2 separate regions of the Anser cygnoides genome follow, and region 1 is linked to region 2. The links are chromatin contacts, called in public Hi-C maps. All regions are on one chromosome and are shown on one strand. Each heading gives the region's core, a stretch centred on a gene start, on an enhancer-like site or on the middle of the called end of the contact. The rest is flanking DNA. Distances are from core to core; before and after follow the strand shown. Region 1 holds the start of SLC25A43 (solute carrier family 25 member 43). Region 2 holds the start of TSC22D3 (TSC22 domain family member 3).

Evidence for each region. A called contact is a pair of places that touch in the nucleus more often than the background predicts.
Region 1: a Hi-C map of liver shows a contact between it and region 2, with 2.1 times the contacts expected there. The contact joins the promoter of SLC25A43 here to the promoter of TSC22D3 in region 2. A contact is called at or near these places in 2 of 7 Hi-C or Micro-C datasets (both in liver).

What each region holds. Positions count from the first base shown.
Region 1 is chr13:7,254,552-7,258,045 of Taihu_goose_T2T_genome, reverse strand. SLC25A43 (solute carrier family 25 member 43) reads left to right here and starts at 1,759. Exons shown (of 5, transcript XM_048079219.2): 1 at 1,759-2,125. The coding sequence starts at 1,854.
Region 2 is chr13:6,630,626-6,634,065 of Taihu_goose_T2T_genome, reverse strand. TSC22D3 (TSC22 domain family member 3) reads left to right here and starts at 2,030. Exons shown (of 3, transcript XM_013201880.3): 1 at 2,030-2,507. The coding sequence starts at 2,185.

The sequences.
Region 1 (3,494 bases), core at 510-3,009, 620 kb before region 2:
GCTTTTCTAACTTGTATCTAGGGATGGCATGAGCAGAAAAGTGGGTTCCTTGACAGCCTTGTTCATTCTCTCTCTCTGATCTAGAAGCTTCCTGTGAGACTTTAAGCGTGTTCTTTTTAAGTACTGAGTGCCCAAGGAAGATGGTTTAAAAATAGAATGTAACTTAATTTTGGAAAGGACAGCAAGCTTCAACACTACCTTTACAAAAAAAAAAAAAAAAGAAAATCAGGGTTTGACAGATTTTAGTGTGGTACCTGATTCTGATCTTAGCCACAACTGCATCATCCTGAAGCAACTTGTTGATAACAACCAAGCTATTTGTAAAGTTCAAAAAAAAACAAACAAAAACCTTGATGTTTTCACTGCAAGAATGTCTGAGGCAAATTTCAGTGATCGCGTGATTGATTAAAATGTGTCTAGTAATTCAGAATGATGTCATTGTGGGAGAGATTAAGGAATTAACTCACAGGTACTTTAAACACCTTGTACTTTATCCTTTATTAACTATGACTATGCAAGACAAGGTCTGAAGAAATACACAGCAATCTTCTTGTAAATAAAAGCTATTTTCAGAATAGCTTTTAAAGGACTTGATTGCAGAAAATGTATGCTCAATTAAATTCAGTCTCCAAGTATAATAGAAGTGTATTTTTATGTGAATAGCAAAAGAGACAAAAGAAAATCAGTTCCCTCTGAGGATTCACTGTTGCACTGGTTGTTCTTGTAGTGACAGCTTTTGAGATACAGGAAACTAAGTAGGACATAAGCAATATAAACTTAATTGGTCTGGCAGAAATAGTGAAAAGAAGCGTTTACATTAAGCATGTTTAGTAATCTCAGATCCTACTGGTGACTTTCTTTTTAATGACCAGTTTTATTTTGGCAGGTCCGTTTACACGGGAGAAAAAATAACAGAAAAAATAACACCAAGGATCATCTTCTCCACGGATTAGATTGTTCTGTGAGAAGCTGAGGACATCTGCTGATTCATTTTACCAGCCAGAACAAGTATGTTAAGAAAAAAAATAAAAAAATTCTCAACCACAAATGAATAATGGAAATGGGAAGACTGAATGGCAAAAAAAAACGTGCACAGGAAGAGTCATAAGCTGAGGCTTGTCTTGTGCAGACTAGTAAGAGAGGCAAACCCCTGGAAGAGACATCACCCTTTTATGGTTAGGAGTCTCCTGTTCCTAAGCAATATTAATGTACAGCAAGTTTATACCTGTGCGTTCTTGTTTCAAAATGGTCCTTTAAAGAGTTGATTTTTATCCCTTCCCTAGCGATTAACCACTTTCTTCCCACCAGGAAACACAACACCCTAAATAGTTGGGATCCTGACAACTAGAGATGTATTTTAGCTCTTGTATTGATTGGGGGATAGTCTCTTGGACGAGAAGCAGAGCATTTTTGCCAAAAGGGGATGTCCTTACGCTGGTTGGATGCACAGTACAGGGTACCAAACACAGGCTCATGAAGGTTTCATTTTGGTTCACGACAAGAAGCAGAGCAGACGCGCTGCACAAATCACTGCTCTTGCCTCCTCACTCCATAAATCCCGCTGGCTGCCTGGATCTCCTTTCCACTCCCTTCTCCCTGCTCCCCAAGCCTTTTTCCTCCTTTTTCCCCTTTTCCCTAGCAGCACATCCCCAAAACCCGCCCTCGCTGACCTGGGGAACCCCAACTAACTCACGCACACCGCCGGCCGAGGGAGGCGCGGGGCTGCTCCGCCCGCCTTGGGCAGGGCAGAGCCGGGGCGGGGCGGATCCGCGGCGCCCCCCGGCGGCCCAGCCTGCCGGAGCCGAGCCCGGCCGTGCTGATCCGGGCCGGGCCGGGCCGGGCCGAGCCGGGCCATGGCCACCTGGCGGCGGGACGGCCGGCTGACCGCCGTGCAGCGGCTGGGCTGCGCCGGGCTGGCGGGCGCGCTGAGCCTCAGCCTGACGGCGCCGCTGGAGCTGCTGACGGTGCTGGCGCAGGTGGGCACCTGGCACTGCCGGCAGGGGCTGCGAGGAGCCGGGAGCAGCCTGTGCCGATCCGAGGGGCTGCGGGCCCTCTGGAAGGGGAACTTCACCGCCTGCCTGCGGCTCTTCCCCTACAGCGCCCTGCAGCTCGCCGCCTCCCGCCGGTAAGCGGGGCGGGGGGACAGGGGATGGGGAGCAGGGAGCTGCCTGCGGGGGGATACAGCTTGAAAGGCTCTGAGATGGTGTTTGGGGGTCGCCTGGCCCCTCTCTCTGTGGAAGCACCTCTCCAGGCTCGCAGCTTCGCTGTTTTATTTATTTAGTTGTAGCTGCTCTTAGGGCTGGGTGATAGGCTGGGAGCATATAAAGGCAGAGGTGTTCTCAGTGAGGAGTGGTTGATAGGCTGGTGACTTTCTTCCGCACGTTCACATTCCTCTAGAAATGCAGTTACAATGTTGCCTACAGGTGTGACTGCGATGTCTGATCTTTGAGACCTGTTTTATTCCCTTATAAGTTTTCAAGTATTTGTATCGTCTATATCAAAGAAAATAACTACATCATGACTCAAATCTTTTCCCTATTGTTATGCAGCTGCTATTATGCAAATCTGATCATTTTTGAAGTTGATGCATGGCATTATTTGCTTTAAAATCTCATTTTCAATAATACCCAGGTGTTAGATTACTGTAAACCAGGGAAGGACTGCAGCAAGGTCTGTACAGAGCAATACTGCCCCAGCTCTGCCAGCCTGGATTCCTAGGATTCCCTTTTGCTGCCAGTATCTTTTAAGCATTGAAGGGACAGCCCGAGCGTTTACCCGCACCAGCATGTTTTGCCAGTTTGAGGGTTGGGTTTCTTTTTCCCTTATGTTTTTTTTTTAAGGTCAGCTACGTGCAGGCTGTGCGCTTGACATTTCTGCCCAGCTGGGCGATGGGTTATTCCAGTTCGTGAGCTGTGCTGGGTGGGGAGAGGCATGGGCTCAGCGCGTGCGGGCCAATCAGGCCTGTTGTGGCTCTCACCCGGGCTGGCGCGCAGCCTGCTGAGGTTCGTCAGCTGTCTGGCTGAGAGAGAGTCATCTCCCCAGCTCTGCCTGCGCCTTTCAGGAAACGAGAGGTGAAGCGGGCTTGGCATCAGGCGGCTGTGTTGTGTCCTGCTTGTGATGAGCACAGCGGTCAGACAAGGGTAGGGACAACGGCAGAGTGAAGGCAGAAACAGTGATTTGAATGGAACTGAAAGTTTCCAGAAGAGTCAGCGTGTTGCAGCATATATACCAGTTGATTTTGAGCAAAATAACTGGATTGTTTGTTCAGCTTGGAACACAGTACGTTCCCTTTGCAAGGCTATAGTTTGCCTCCGGTTTGCGCAGGGCGTTCCTCTCGGTTCCAAGTGGAATTAGGCTACCAGGAAAACTAAACAAAAGCTGCTTAGGCTTATTCCTTGGTACATTATTTGGGGATTTTTTTTAAATGTATTTTCTGATGGGAGAATGCTACGTAAAGGCAAGAAAGACAACAAGAGAGAAATGCTGTGCAGTGA
Region 2 (3,440 bases), core at 781-3,280:
TGGGGGAGCACCGGGGGGGGGACGGAGCCACCTCCGCTCCGTGCCCGGTGCTCGGCCCCGGCCCCTGCGGGTCTCCCCCGGCCCCGGAGCCCTGCCGCCGGGCGATGCCCTTCTCCCGGCGCCCACGGGATGGCAGCAGCCGCCCGCGGCTCCTGCTGGGCACCCACGGCCACGCGTGGGGCTTCCCCGAGCCTTTTTTCGGAGCCGGCTTGCGGCCGGGGGCGTGGGGGGAAGAGAGCCGGGGCCTCCTCGGCCGCTCCCAGGGCTGCGTAGCCGCGGTAGCCGTCGCCTTGCGCCTTCCTCGGTTACGGATGGGCTGGGAAGTGCTTCATCCTCATGTGATGCGAGCGCGTCTTCCTCCTTCTTGCCAAATAGGGAACAGAAATGTTTATCCAACACTTCTGCCTTCCCTCCAGCGGCATCAGCAGCCCCGTTAGCATCCCGTGCTCTGCCGCCGGGACCGCCTCTGGCCTGCCGCTTCGGGTGGTTTTGCCCAGCCAACCGGATTTTGACCCGCGCTATCTTTCCTTATCGCTCCCGTGCACTTCAGACCCTCTGCTTCCTGCCCTCGATCGATCCCGTCGCAATGCCTACGTGCGGACATCCTCCCCCTGCCCCCCCTTCCCCTGCTGCCTGCTGCGGGCTCCTTGGCCCAAACCTTCTCCAGCAGCTCCTGGACCCCTCCCCAGACGCGTGCAGGGATGGTGACAGCAGCCAGCCCTGGGCGTGTGGTCCCCAGCCGAGACCTCAGTGTCCCCCTACCCCTCCCGGCATCCCAGGGCAGCCGTCCCCACGCCTCCGCCGGTCTTGTCCCGTGTCCCATCACTGTCAGGGCAGCGTGACGTGCCCCGGCCATTCTTGGCCAGCCTGCAGCTCGCTGTGGGAGATGCTCCCACCGGAGTGCCGCACTGCCAGGGAAGTCACTTCTCCTCCCTCTGCTGAAATTTCCTTTTCCCATTGCCTGTCCCCGGTGTCCCACAGGCAAATAAACCCTTCTGCCCACCTCCCTCGTGCACTGTCCTCCTGCGCCTCTTTCTGGCTCTGGGTCCGAGGGTTTCCAGCTGCAGCGGTGCTGCTGGGTCACTCCAGGCTTTTCTGCCACCCGAGGGCTTTTCTTCTCCGTTTTCTTCTCCAGAGCCACATGGGGCTTTGCCCGAAGCCTTGGGGGCTGATGGCCACACTCCACCCCAGGAGGCGCAGAGTGGGGGTGGCAGGGCCATGGGTGCCTGTGGGATAGTGTCCCAGGGGGCGACAGGGTGGTGGGTGCCCAGCAGGGCAGCGGGCACCTGGTGGGGCTGTGTCCTGAGGGTGGAGGGACAGTGGGTGCCCAGTGGGCAAGCAGGTGCCAGTGGATGCCAGTGGGGTGATGCCCCGTGGGGCACAGTGGCAGCGGGTCCCGATGTCATATCACGTCCCCAGTGAGTCAGCGGGTGCCAGCGGCGTGCTGTCCCATGGGGTGGAGTGGCACTGGGTCCTGGTGGCATTGTGAGTCCCCAGAGGGTCAGTGGGTGCCAGTGGGGTGGTGTCCCACAGGTTGGAGTGGCACGGGGGTGGCACTAGGTTCCTAGCGGCATCGTGGGTCCCCAGAGGGTCAGTGGGTGCCAGCGGGTGCCCCGCGGGGTGCAGTGGCAGCGGGTCCCAGTGCCACAGCGTGTCCCCGGCGGGTCAGTGGGTGCCAGCGGGGTGGTGCCCCACGGGGTGCGGTGGCACTGGGGTGGCACTGGGTCCCGGTGTCACAGCGTGTCCGCGGCGGGTCCGTGGGCGCAGCGGGTCGGTTCCCCGCGGGGCGCAGCGGCAGCGGGTCCCGGCGTCACCGCGTGCCCCCAGCGGCTGCCGGCGGGGCGCCCCCCCGGGGCGGGCTGGCAGCGGCCGCGGGCGGGGCGGTGCCGGGCTGGCAGCGGCGGGTGCCGGCGGGGCGGGCTCCCGCGGGGCGGCCCGGGGTGGGGCGGCGGCGGCGGCGGGGCGGGGAGCGGCGGCGGCCGGGCGCTCGGGGCCGCCGTTACCAATCAGCGCCGGGCGGAGCGGAGCGGAGCGGAGGGGAGCGGGGCCGGGGCCGGGGCCGGGGCCGGGCGGGCGGCTGGCTGTGCGCGGCGCTCGGTACCGGGCGCGTCCTGCCGCCGCTCGCCCTACCGCGGCCCCAGGAGCGGCCCGGTGGCGGCGGCGGCGGCGCGCAGGGGGCGCGGGATGTCCTCGTCGCCCGCGGAGGAGTGCCGGTCGCCCGTGGGGCTGGACTGCTGCAGCTGCTGCCTGGACTTGGCCAACCGGAGCGGGCCGGAGGAGGGGGCCGGGGGCGAGAACAACAACCCGGGCAGCCCCACCGTCAGCAGCTTCCGGCAGCTGCAGGAGCAGCTGGTCCGCAAGAACCTCAACACCGACAAGCTGAGCTCCATCATGCGCCAGGACTCGCTGGAGCCCGTCGTGCGGGACCCCTGCTACCTCTTCAACCAGGGCATCTGCAACAGGAACATCGACCAGACCCTGCTCTCCATCCTGCTGCTCTTCCACAGGTGGGTGCCGCCGGCGAGGGCGCGTGGGGTGGCAGGGCGCAGGTGTGTCCTGCGGCCGGTGGTGCCCTGCGCGTGGCCGGGCAGCGGTGGTGGCCCCCGGCTGCGTGCTTTGGTCCCCAGCCCCGTGGTCGTCTCCCTGGCTCCGTCATTCCCACGCAGACGCTGCCGGCAGGGCCGTGGGCAGCCGTCCTGCACAGGACAGGGGCAGCTGCCGCTCGGAAGCTGTGCCACCTCCGGAGCCACCTCTGGAGTTAGTGAGAAGATGTGGGGGGGGAGCCCAGGAACCCCGCTGCCATGTCCTGCTCCTTCAGCAGCTTCCCTCGCAGTAAACACAGCAGGGACAGGTTTGGCCTGGGTAGTGTTTCCCATCGCCCGAGCCATGGGGCTGGTGCCATCCCCGTGGGCTGGGACTTCACCCCCCCAAAGACTGGGCAAGGGGCACCCAGAGCTACTTTAGGCATCCCCCCAAAACGCTAGTAGCCGCGTGGGTCCAGCGCTGCACCCGTGGCACCTGCGTGGCCAGCTGGGCACACGCACTGCCTCACCCCACCCAGGGTCCCTGCTCCTCCCGAGCCACCCTCGGCTCCTCTGGCACTTGCATAACACGGGGCCCATGCTCAGGTGGGAAAGGAGGGGCTGGGCTGCCCGCCAAAGCACCCGGCTGCACGGCGAAGCAGCCTGGGCGGGAGGGAAATTGGGGCGAGAAGCAGAGATTTCCCTCGGCGGCATGATGCTGCAGCCAGCTGGCACCACGGGCAGGGGAGGGAGGCGAGACCATCCCCAGCGCACGCTGCGAGGGCTGGGGATCGGAGCCAAGCAGCCGGGTGCTCCCCCAGGGAAGGCAGCAGCAGTGCCCGTGGGCACGGTCTGCCCGCTTTTGGGCTGGTCCCTGCTGGGGCAGGACCCTGGTGAGCACCGGTTTGCTCTGCCGAG